Linked DNA regions of Mus musculus: region 1 is linked to region 2. A link is a contact called in public HiChIP or PLAC-seq data. All regions are on one chromosome and are shown on one strand. Each heading gives the region's core, a stretch centred on a gene start, on an enhancer-like site or on the middle of the called end of the contact. The rest is flanking DNA. Distances are from core to core; before and after follow the strand shown.

Region 1 (5,160 bases), core at 938-3,437, 1.1 Mb before region 2:
GAGAACTTCCTGATGTAGAGGCTCAAGGTCCAGTGCAATGTGTCGTGTTTGTAGGGTTGCAAGAAACTCAATAGCTCTTAGGGCATGGGGCAAGGTGGGAGTGGTCAGAGAGGAGAGCTGAGCGGGGTGGCTTCAGTGGTCCTATGATCAGCATGGGGCTGGCTTTATTCAAAGGCACAGGAAGAGTGATTGGAGAGTGAGGTAGAGGGACAGTCTTCCCATCTGCAACATAGAGTAGGAGGGAAGATGGAATAAAATCCACATTTGACAGATAAGGGCAAGCCCTAAGAGCTCATTCAGTGTGGTGGTAGGGTGCAATATCTGGGTATGGGGACAAGGGAAGCTCATCTTTGCAAATAACTTGGGCTAGAAACTGAAGCCACAGAAGTGTATGCTAATGTCATTGTCTTTGACATCAGCCACTGCCTCTTTCTCAGGCCTGAGTCAGAAGCTCTGGACTATGAGGGCTGCCTGCCTGTGAGCAGAGTCTGTGGAAAGGGAGAGCCTCAGGGTGACCAGGCAGACAGCAGGGACAGACTGGGAAGCATTCTTGAACATTCTTGATGCTTCTAAGACAGCCTTCCCCTGGAATGAGCGATCAGCAAATATCTGAATTAGCTCTAAGCCTTCCCACCCTGTAATTGTTTTTCCTCTGGAATCTTGAGATAAGGAAATTTTTAATTTTTTAAAATAAAATTCAAAATATTTATAATTTTATCCTTGGAAAGTAAACATGTGAGCAATCAAAAGCAAAATCAAAAACAGTGTCTTTTGCTATGAGCACAAGGAAGTCAAGTCGACAGTATTATCAACATTAGATGTTTATATCTGGCAGCAGCCCACAGGAGGCTTGGATAAAACTGAAGCCTACTGTGGGTCTGAGGCAGTGGGGCAGAGATATGTACACAGCTAGAGTCCTGGGTGTTAGAGCTGTCCACATTGACTCTCACTGACCTGACGCTCACCAAGGAAGCCAAGCTGATCTTCAAGCCCCAAGAACTTAGCTGTTTCTGTGCCCCCAACATGAGATCACAAGTCTGTGCCACCTTGCCCTGCTTTTCTTTTTAAACTCAGGTTCTGTGCATCAAACGCAAACAGATCCTCTTGCTTATATCTGGACCCCCGCTGCCAAGTTTGCGTGGCAGTCACTGTGACCATGAAGCCATCTCCCCAACCTGGTTATGGTAGAAAGATCCAAGCTTTCAGTGATGTTTTATTTATTTATTTTGTTTGTTTGTTTGTTTGTTGAAACGGTCTTGATTTGTAGTCCAGGCTGGTCTTAACCTCTGTCCCGGAATTACGAGCCTAAGTCGCCCTTCTCAGTTCCCTAACCTAATGTATACTGTTGCTCCAGACCTCAGTTTTATTTTTAAACTAAATTAATTACTTCAGTTTGAGTCAGGGTCCAAGAAGCCCATTCTGCCTTTGAACTCCTGGTCCCTGTGCACACCACCACAGCTAGTTATTTACTGGGAGTGGGAACCGGGGCTGGGCTTCTTAATCCTAGTCAATCACTCTGCTCACATCCCAGCCAGATTCCTCTGCTCTTTATTCCACCAGCCTGTCTCAAGTCCCTCCCACATTCTTTTCCCCTCTGGGAAAGTCCAGCTTGGGGCTGCCTTCCTCAGGGTGTCAGTTCAGATATCATCTTTTCAGGCCAACTTCCTTCACTGTATCCTAAAACCCTGTAGGAGTCACGCAGTGGATTAACACTGGGTTTTCAGTGATTCCGTAAACAGCATGTTTTGTTTGTTTGTTTGTTTGTTTGCTTGTTTTTTAATTAATACTAGGCTCACCAAACAGAGATCCTGCTCTTGTCGGTTATCACTCTACTAATTCAAGGTGGGGGTGTGCAGAGGCATGTGAGCAGTGGGATGAATACAGGGTGTTGGCTGTCTTGTTCCCTTCTGAGTTTCGGTTTGATATCTAATGCTCATACCAAGTAAACCACGGCCGGGCTGTGCTGTCTGCCTAAGAACTTCCTTTATCAGTATTTATTTATTTATTTATTTATTTATTTATTTATTTATTTATTTATTTATTTATTTATTTAGCAGGGTCTTACGGATCCCCCTGCCTCTACCAAAAACCCGGCTTTAACAGGGTTTCTTAACTGGGGTCTGATGCGGAAGGGTAGGCACCGTCTCCTCTGTGGACATCTCCCCATCCCGGAGGAACCTGGTGCACGCAAGGTCCGACTTCTCAGCGCCAGCCCTGGGGACAGCCCCTTGGGCTAAGCCAGTCCAGCGCGGAGGGGGAGCTCTGGCACACAGCAGCGCCGCGGCAGGTGTCCGGTCTCCAGGGGTGGGTGCAGCCGCAGAAAGCCGCGGCTGAGCACTGCAGCCATCTTCGGGGTGGAGGCGGAGAAGGGGCGCGGCCTTGGCCCAGAGCCGCCCCGCCAGAGAGGCTCACCGCGGACTTCCCTGCTCTAGCGGCGCCCGGCCGCGCAGAGGCCGCCATGGGCTGTGCGCGCTGGCTGGCGCTGGGCGGCCTCCTGGCCCTGGCAGGGCTGTTGCAGGCCCGGCTGCTGCTCCCGCAGCAAGCGGGCTTCGGCGAATGCGACCGTTTCTTCTACAAGGGGACCCCACCCGCCGGGCTGGCGACCGAAGCGCACGTGAGGATCTGTCAACGCTTCGCGGGCTCCGAGCGCTTCGCCACTCTGTACAGTCCTGGCCACCGCATCCCCGTGTTCTCCGCGTTTCGCGCTGCGCGCCCGGCGTCCCGCAGTGCCGAGCAGCGCGGGCTGCTGGAGCCGCAGGTAAGCAGGACTCGGGAGAACCGGGATCTGAAGTTCAGATCTACCCCCCAGCGTCTCCCCATCCCCAAACTGCAGCCTGCCTTGCCTGGGTGGGAGTCTCCACTTAAGCCGCAGGGGCGGGAGGTTCCCCGAGGAGATGGCCCTCCCTCCTCTTGGGCTCAGACGTCTGCAGTGTCTGGTTGGTTTCCTGGGTAGTAGAGAACATGAACTGGGAGACAGCCCTTGGTGGCCAAGACCGGGCAGATCCGCGGGAAGCACAAGCTTCCCAGGCCCGCCCACATCCCCTCAGCAACATTTGGGCGGTGGGCAAGTTCACCCCACTTTACAGGAAGCAGCTCCAGACAAGGAGGGGTGAAGGAGCTTGCAGAAGACCACCCAGCTGGTGAGATGAGTGAGCTGGTCTTGAGGCTAGAAAATCACTGCCCTTTCTGCTAGGGGAAAGCTTCTGACAGTGCAAGGACTTTGGGAAGCTCAGTGGGGGTAGTACCCACGCAGAAAGGACAAACCAGTTTTTCCTGAATCTTCGTATCTGTAGATTATCAGACCATTGCAATCAAGTGACCTTTCACAGTGTTGGGTCTGTCTGGCGGCAGGGATCAAACACCGAGAAAGCCTTCCATGGGCCATACAGAAACTGCTGACTGGCTCTCCTCTGCCAGGTCTCCGCAGTAAGACACCCTGTCCTGCCTCTCTGACTTCTCCCCAGCCTTCCAGCCCTGTGTGTCCCAGAGCCCTTGGTTCCTGCCGGCCACCAATACAAAGCTTCTGGCTTTCAGGTGTCTCCACCTGAAAGTATGGATTGTACCTTGGTCATATTTCCAGCTACCATTGGCCAGGCAGGTTTCAGGCAGTCTGCACCAATATTACCTTCTCACATCCTCCTGTGTCCAGCGTCCTGCTGTAAGGATCTCTGAGCTCAGGCCAGTAGAAAGAGTTCTTAGCTTGTGCATATAGGGAAGATATGTGCCGATCTAAACTTACTTTCCCTCAGTATACCCCTAGAAGTTCTTTATGTACCCCTGGTCTGGGAAGAAAGCAGCAACCCAGTCCATTCTCATTAAGTTCATTAGTGGCTAGAGTGGACAAACATAACAGGGTGAAGTCCTGCGAATGCTGAATATACCCAGTGACCAACTGCTGCCTCCCTGTGTGCATTCAAATCCTGCTTCCTCGAGACTAGCAGTTGACCCTGTTGACTGGTGTGGACTCCAAGTTCTCCAGTGACCCATAATACTAGCTGCTGCTGTGATGCTCAGAAGACACATAATTTCACCAAGGTAAACAGAGTCCTGGTAGATTTAATCTGTTGGTAACGTGATAGGGGAAAGCTTAGGGTCTGGTTGGCATTTGTGCTGAGTGTGGAAGGATTAGCAGGGTTCAGGAGAGAGGAAGAAGGAATTTCAGAGTGGTATTGTATGAGATGGGTGTGGCAGATTCTTGGATCATTGCTTGGGAATGAGTGGAGCAGGTAAACTAATACTGGATTATGCGCCCCGGAACCGAGGGACTCAAAGAGCAATCATGGGAGGGAGGAGCAGGTGAAGGAGTCACCAAAGGAGACTTAGGCAGAGCCTTGGACCTGTTATTAAGAGAGTCACAAGGAACAGTGTTTGACAGGGAGGCTGTGGGCACCCTGGGTGGAGTAAGGGGATGGGGGAGGAGAGCTAAAGGGAATAGTTTCTAAGGGCAGCTGGAGCTGTGAGATGTCCTGACTTCCGAACAGTCCTGGAGGCCTGCGCTGTGGCTCAGAGGGAAGAGTGTTTGCCCAGCATGCACTTAGCCATATTTGTTTAACCCCCAATACTGCATAAAAGGTGGTCACCCATATAGTTCCAGCACTCAGCTCAGATTGTGAAGGTCATCCTCAGGCTGCATCGTGAGTTCTAGGCCAGCCTGGGCTACATGAGACTGTCTTAAAACAGACAAGTTGAGCAAGCCATGCCCTTCGAAAGTTGCCAAGGCTGAGAACTGAGGCTGCTTTTCTCTGCATCATGGTGGGCTCCACAGTAACCTACCTTGAAGTCAACAAGGGGATCCAAAGAACACTGAAGGGAAGGGGAGGGCAGTGGAGGGAGGGGAAAGGAGGGAGGAGACAGAAATGCAGGTGGTCTCTGGAGCTGTTTCTACTTCTGTTTCAACACCAGCCTCTGAGCCAGTGCCTAACTGTAAGTCCTGCTCAGGGATCTGTGTGCTTCTAGATGCTTCCAAGTAGTTTCTATTGCCAATCCATTTGTGCCCATATCACCTTATGAGGTCAGCATGATCAAGAGGTCCAGGAGGCAGACAGGGAGTTCAGCAATGGACAATGCGTCAGGCAGGATGGCACCCAGCCCAGCTGGGCAGGCCTTGGGCAGCCTGCAGTTTTCCCTGAAGAAGGCTTCTGAGTGGAAGATGCAGAAATG
Region 2 (4,908 bases), core at 335-2,834:
ATGGCCATTCTCTGTCTGTGCCTTTCATTAGGCTTGGCTTAGGCAGACAGCAGTTGTCCCATGAACAGTCAGAGAACTTCGGGAGCTTAGCAGGAGAAGCATGTGGGCTTGACTTCCCACTTCTATGGAAAGGCTAATGGCTTAGCGGTTTGGAAGAAGCCGGAACACCACAGCAGTGGGTCACCTGACCAAGATGATGACTCAAAGCTCTGTGGGGTCTGTATGTGTGCGTGGGGGTGTTGCCTGAGCCTCTGAGAAAACACTTCCAGTCAGAAACTTACTCAGGCTTTAGGGTTTGGTGTGCTGTTACCAGGAGGGATTGAAGACGACATGGTGCCTCCTAGAACCGCAGTAACCAGCCCCCAGTGCTTCCGTGAGTGCTCAATTTGAGGATCCAAAATAAAGACTGAATTGGGGCCTGGGATGGGGGGGCCTGTGAGGACCCTGGTAGTCCTCTTCCCAAGCACTCCTGTAGTAGTCTGTGAGGTATTTCCCCATATGTTTGTTTAAAACTCTGGGGACACTGTTAAGTAATAGTCAATCACAGACACCCCTTAACTCCAGAGGAAGGTCACAAGAAGGGGAAGGAGGATGGGGCAAGATGAACAAGGTCAACTGAGCTAAGTTCCTGTCAAGTAAAGAATGTCTTGTTGGGCCTAATCAGAGTCAATATGCTAAAGCAGAGGGTTCTCAAGGGTTTTTCAGCTGTAAGGTCTTCTTTCACAAACTGTGGACTCTGAGCCTCTGGAGAACCCAGGCTCTTACCTCTTCACCCTTTGGGTGTAGTCCAGTGACAATGAGCACGGGTAGCTTTAAGAATGAGAGCTTACAACGACACACACATACCCAGCAACTTTTGAGGGACTGGTATCTTGGCTTCTTCATGGCCATCCATTCCATTCGAGGCCAAGACAGCCACCACTTTCGCAAAAGGCCACATGACTACAGCCAGAATCATAGGAGAAAAACAGGTGCCTTACCGCAAGCAGGGCTGAGTTCCGCTGGTCCCCCGGGGTCGAAGCTGGCGGCTGCTCTCGGTTTATCCCACCGTTATCATTACTGGTCAGCCGGTGCTGCTGATGGTGATGGTGATAGTCTGGTGGAGGTGGTGGGGCCGTGGCTGCCGCTTGGGAGGCCACAGGAGGGGCAGTAGGGGGCGGTGGAGGAGCTGTGGTAGTGGCAGTCGCGACTGTAGCCTTAGCATGTTTGCTAGCCTTCCTTGCCCCCTGACCATGCTGCACCAGGCTGAGAAGCTGCATGGTGCTCTCCCTCTCTCGGTCTGAGCTCTCAGCCCTACCACGTTCATAGCGTCCTTCACAGCTCAGGTGGTGCTGTCGGCAGACAGCAATGCGAGCCCGCAGGCGTTCCACAATAGCACTGTGCACTCTCGGGGTGACTGAGCCCCCTCCAAGGAGCCCCGCCCCAGAAGCCCCTCCCAACCCTCCTGCGGGGGCCTGCGGGGGCGCTGTGTCCCCCATCTTGTTGGACACAATGATTACTGCCTCTGGGATGGTGAGGTGCAAGAGGCTGGTGCTGGCTATTGCAGGCAAAGCTGGTTTCAGTGTTCAGGGCACATGAATAGAGGTCTCCAGAGGGTGGGGAGACAGTGAAGAGGGTGTGGGGGAGGGGAGCGAGTAACAAGAGGGAGGGGAGAAAGATTAGAAACCAATTGGAGAGAGGAAGTTGGAAACAAACCCTGATCAACTTACTCTAATTGCATTTGACAGCTCAGGAGAAGTTGGACGGAGTTGGTAGATTTTTTTTTCTCCCCCACCAGGCTGACAAGAGCCTCTAGGTACTTTGTAAACACAAAGTCTAGGGGACAGTTCAAGAATTCAGGGATTGTCAAGGAAGAGGCAGAAGCACGTAGCAAAAGGAATCAATAGAGTCATTACTAGAGATCCGGGCTCCCCCTCACCTAGCTGCTTCGGGAAATTATTTATAGGGGTATTTCTGCAGAGAAACACATTTCTCCTGGGGGCTGTGGAACCGGCAGCCTTCACTTTTCCTCAGGTTAAAAAACAAACAACAGGACTGTTTCCCAAGGCTCCCGAAGTCATGTTCAAACTGTGCGAAATCAGAGAAGACTATGTTGGTTTCTCCGTCCCTTCCTCTCCCTCCGGTGTTGGTGTTTTCTCCTCGGGGTGGGGGGACAGAAGGATGTAGTCCTCTCCCCAAAGAAGACAGCTTTTCAGTCTTAACAACGTCAGTAATTGGACTTCAGAACCATGCTCTTTTCTTCAAGCTAATCCAATCACCGGCAAAAGTCCCGATTCCCTCTTAGGTTTCTTAGTCTTAAATGAAAGCAGTCTGAAGTGGCTGGCTACTGAGCTCCTTCAACACATTTCCCCCTTTCCCACTTACGTTTTTATTCCTCTCCCCCTCCCCACTTCTATTCTAATACAGTATCAAGACAGACAAAGTCTTCTGAGAGTAATTTACAAACGATGGTCAAACTTACAAACTTCCAGCAAATTGCACCGAGTCATGTCCAGCCACTTTTCTGTCCAGTTTTGTATATTCCATGCCCGGCCAGTGGCTCAGAGGGTCTGGACTCCCAAAGGCAATGTGGCTCTATCTCTTGTAATGCTTCGCTTTATAGATGGGGCGGGTGGGGGGGGGGGAGAGAAGAAAAAAGTCGCTTGTATTTTCCTTTCTCTTTCAGGTCTGTTCCGAGCGCTTTCCTGACACCGACTCCCGCTCCTCGGACTCACGGCGAAACACAGGCTTTCATTGTGCTGCGATACGAGAGGGAGAGAAAGAGAGAGAGAGGGAGAGAGAGAGTGAGACAGAGAGAGAGAGGGAGCCAGCAGGCTGCAGATGGGGGAGGAGGGCGGGAGCTCGGGCTCCCTGGTGGAAGGCTGGTGCCGCTGCTCCAGTGAGTAATCGCAGCCAGGCGCCGGGGAACGGAGTGCAGAGGCCTCCCAGTGGCTGAAGAGGCATCTCTCTACCGCCAACTCTAGGCTCAGCCTCTGCCTGGGTGCTGCGATGGGGGGGAAGACTGGGGAAATTCCCCAGTCTCCTCCTAAGGGTTTGAGCATCTCTCAATGCTGAAGAAACTCCCAGACAGGCACTGTATTTTCCCCTTCCAGGCCCGCAGTCAGCCCTCCTGAGGACATGATTTTCGGTTTTCAATAAGCTGTAACGACACCACTGAGCACCCCCAACAAGAGCTGGGTGAGCACGGAGGAAAAGCTCATTAGCACAGTGAGGAAGTTGGTGAGTGAGTGCTGTGAGGTGCAGAGAGGGAAGCCCACCACTGTCTCCTACGGGGACCCATTGGTGGAAGTCAGTGAGTTTGGGCAACAGGCTTGAGCTGATGAGCAAATAAATCATCACGGATAAATAAACGTTTTATGAGGCTGATATTGTCCTTATCTTGAGAAAGGAAAAAAATCGTTTTCCTTTGAAAATTCACCAAATACAAGGTGTATTGTCAGTAGCTGTCTGCTTGGCAAATATAATATGCCACATGATTTCAAGAACATTCATAACAACAAAAAAAAAAAGGTTTTGATTTCTTATCTTCATATAGTGTGGCTTGTAAAATACTCAAGTAGATTGGACAAATCAGTGTGTACTTATCGATTACAGGGAATAAATTAAGATGGGCATAGTATTAGAAGCCAGAACCACCAAAAACTCAAGTGCTGTAGTTTATAAGTCATTTGGATCTGACGTTTCCAGACACAAAGCTTCATTTACTTAAGCGACTCTAGAATTTCAGCAGTATGATCCTGCTTCAAACGTGAACTATGGGTAGAAGCAAATAAAAATAATGTATCTCAAGCCTGGATTCATCCACAGTTCCATCTCCCGGGGGCTGGCCAACTTTAGCCCACTTTCACAAGCCCCAGGATGTTAAGTTGGAAATGGAGACAGGCACACTCAGACAGGACAGGGTTTGTCTCATCCAAAATGCTTGGAATTCAAAGTATTTCAGATTTCAGGGGTTTTGGATTTGGGGTTATTGACTTAGATTTAACCAGTTGAATATCTTTAATCCCAAATTTCCCCTAATCTATCATGTTAGCTCTGTTTAAATAATTCCATTCTGCAATATCTCGGATTGTTTTTGAATCAACTACTCCAGTCTGTACAACATTAGCCTTTTTTTTCTGAAACATCCTTCTCTCTGTGTTCTTCAAGGCCAAGTTCCTCTCCATTCACGTGGAGAAAGGAGCCATATTTGTTAGAGAAGAAAAATAGAAACAGAGTCATCAGGAATTATTCAAAAGTGAAGGCTTTTTGACTATCGTATATTTCATTTTTGAAAGCAGTGTTCAGTAGGCAGCAACTTCTACTAACTTCTACTTCTGTCATATTTAGCAACCATAACCAGTAAAAGACAACTCTGCAGTATTTAAATGTAAAACAGTGCTCACTCAATAGCCTGCGACAATACAGGTCTTAACAGTGTTGAGGACTTGGTCAAACAAACTACTCTTACTCCTAGGAATATAAATTATAAACTAGAATAATAAATTTGCTAAATTGAAATAAAATTTAATTGACATAAAATTGTTCAGGGTTTTAGGGTATGGCCTATTGTTTCAATTAATGTATACACTGTGGAATAAACTCTAGTGTGTGTGTGTGTGTGTGTGTGTGTTTTCTTTTAAGATATCTGAGTGCAGTTGTGTATGTGACCTGAGGACAGCACTGTGGAGTTAGGTTCTAGCCTTCTACTTTTACCTGGGCTTCAGGGGTTAGATTCAGGTAATAAGCTCACATTGCAAGTGCTTTTAACTGCTGGGTTATCTCTTCAACCTCTACCACTTTGTAATTTTGACAGGAGCATAAATAAAAGCTTGTGAAGCAAGATTTCAACAGACAGGCTTCCCTACTACATTCCAGTATATAAGACAGTTTCCTGGACTCTAGAATCTTGAGTGTCTTTTGTATGAA

What was found. HiChIP or PLAC-seq counts read pairs in DNA pulled down with a chosen protein or histone mark.
Region 1: a contact with region 2 is called in an H3K27ac HiChIP or PLAC-seq map of stem cell-derived neural progenitor cells, with 4 times the contacts expected there. The contact joins the promoter of Endod1 here to the promoter of Maml2 in region 2. A contact is called at or near these places in 2 of 115 datasets of contacts at active chromatin or transcription factors (large pre-B cells and stem cell-derived neural progenitor cells).

What each region holds. Positions count from the first base shown.
Region 1 is chr9:14,378,269-14,383,428 of GRCm38.p6, reverse strand. It overlaps Endod1 (endonuclease domain containing 1), which reads left to right and starts at 2,187. Exons shown (of 2, transcript NM_028013.3): 1 at 2,187-2,758. The coding sequence starts at 2,459.
Region 2 is chr9:13,294,634-13,299,541 of GRCm38.p6, reverse strand. Maml2 (mastermind like transcriptional coactivator 2) reads right to left here and starts at 1,584. Exons shown (of 5, transcript NM_001013813.3): 1 at 981-1,584. The coding sequence starts at 1,478.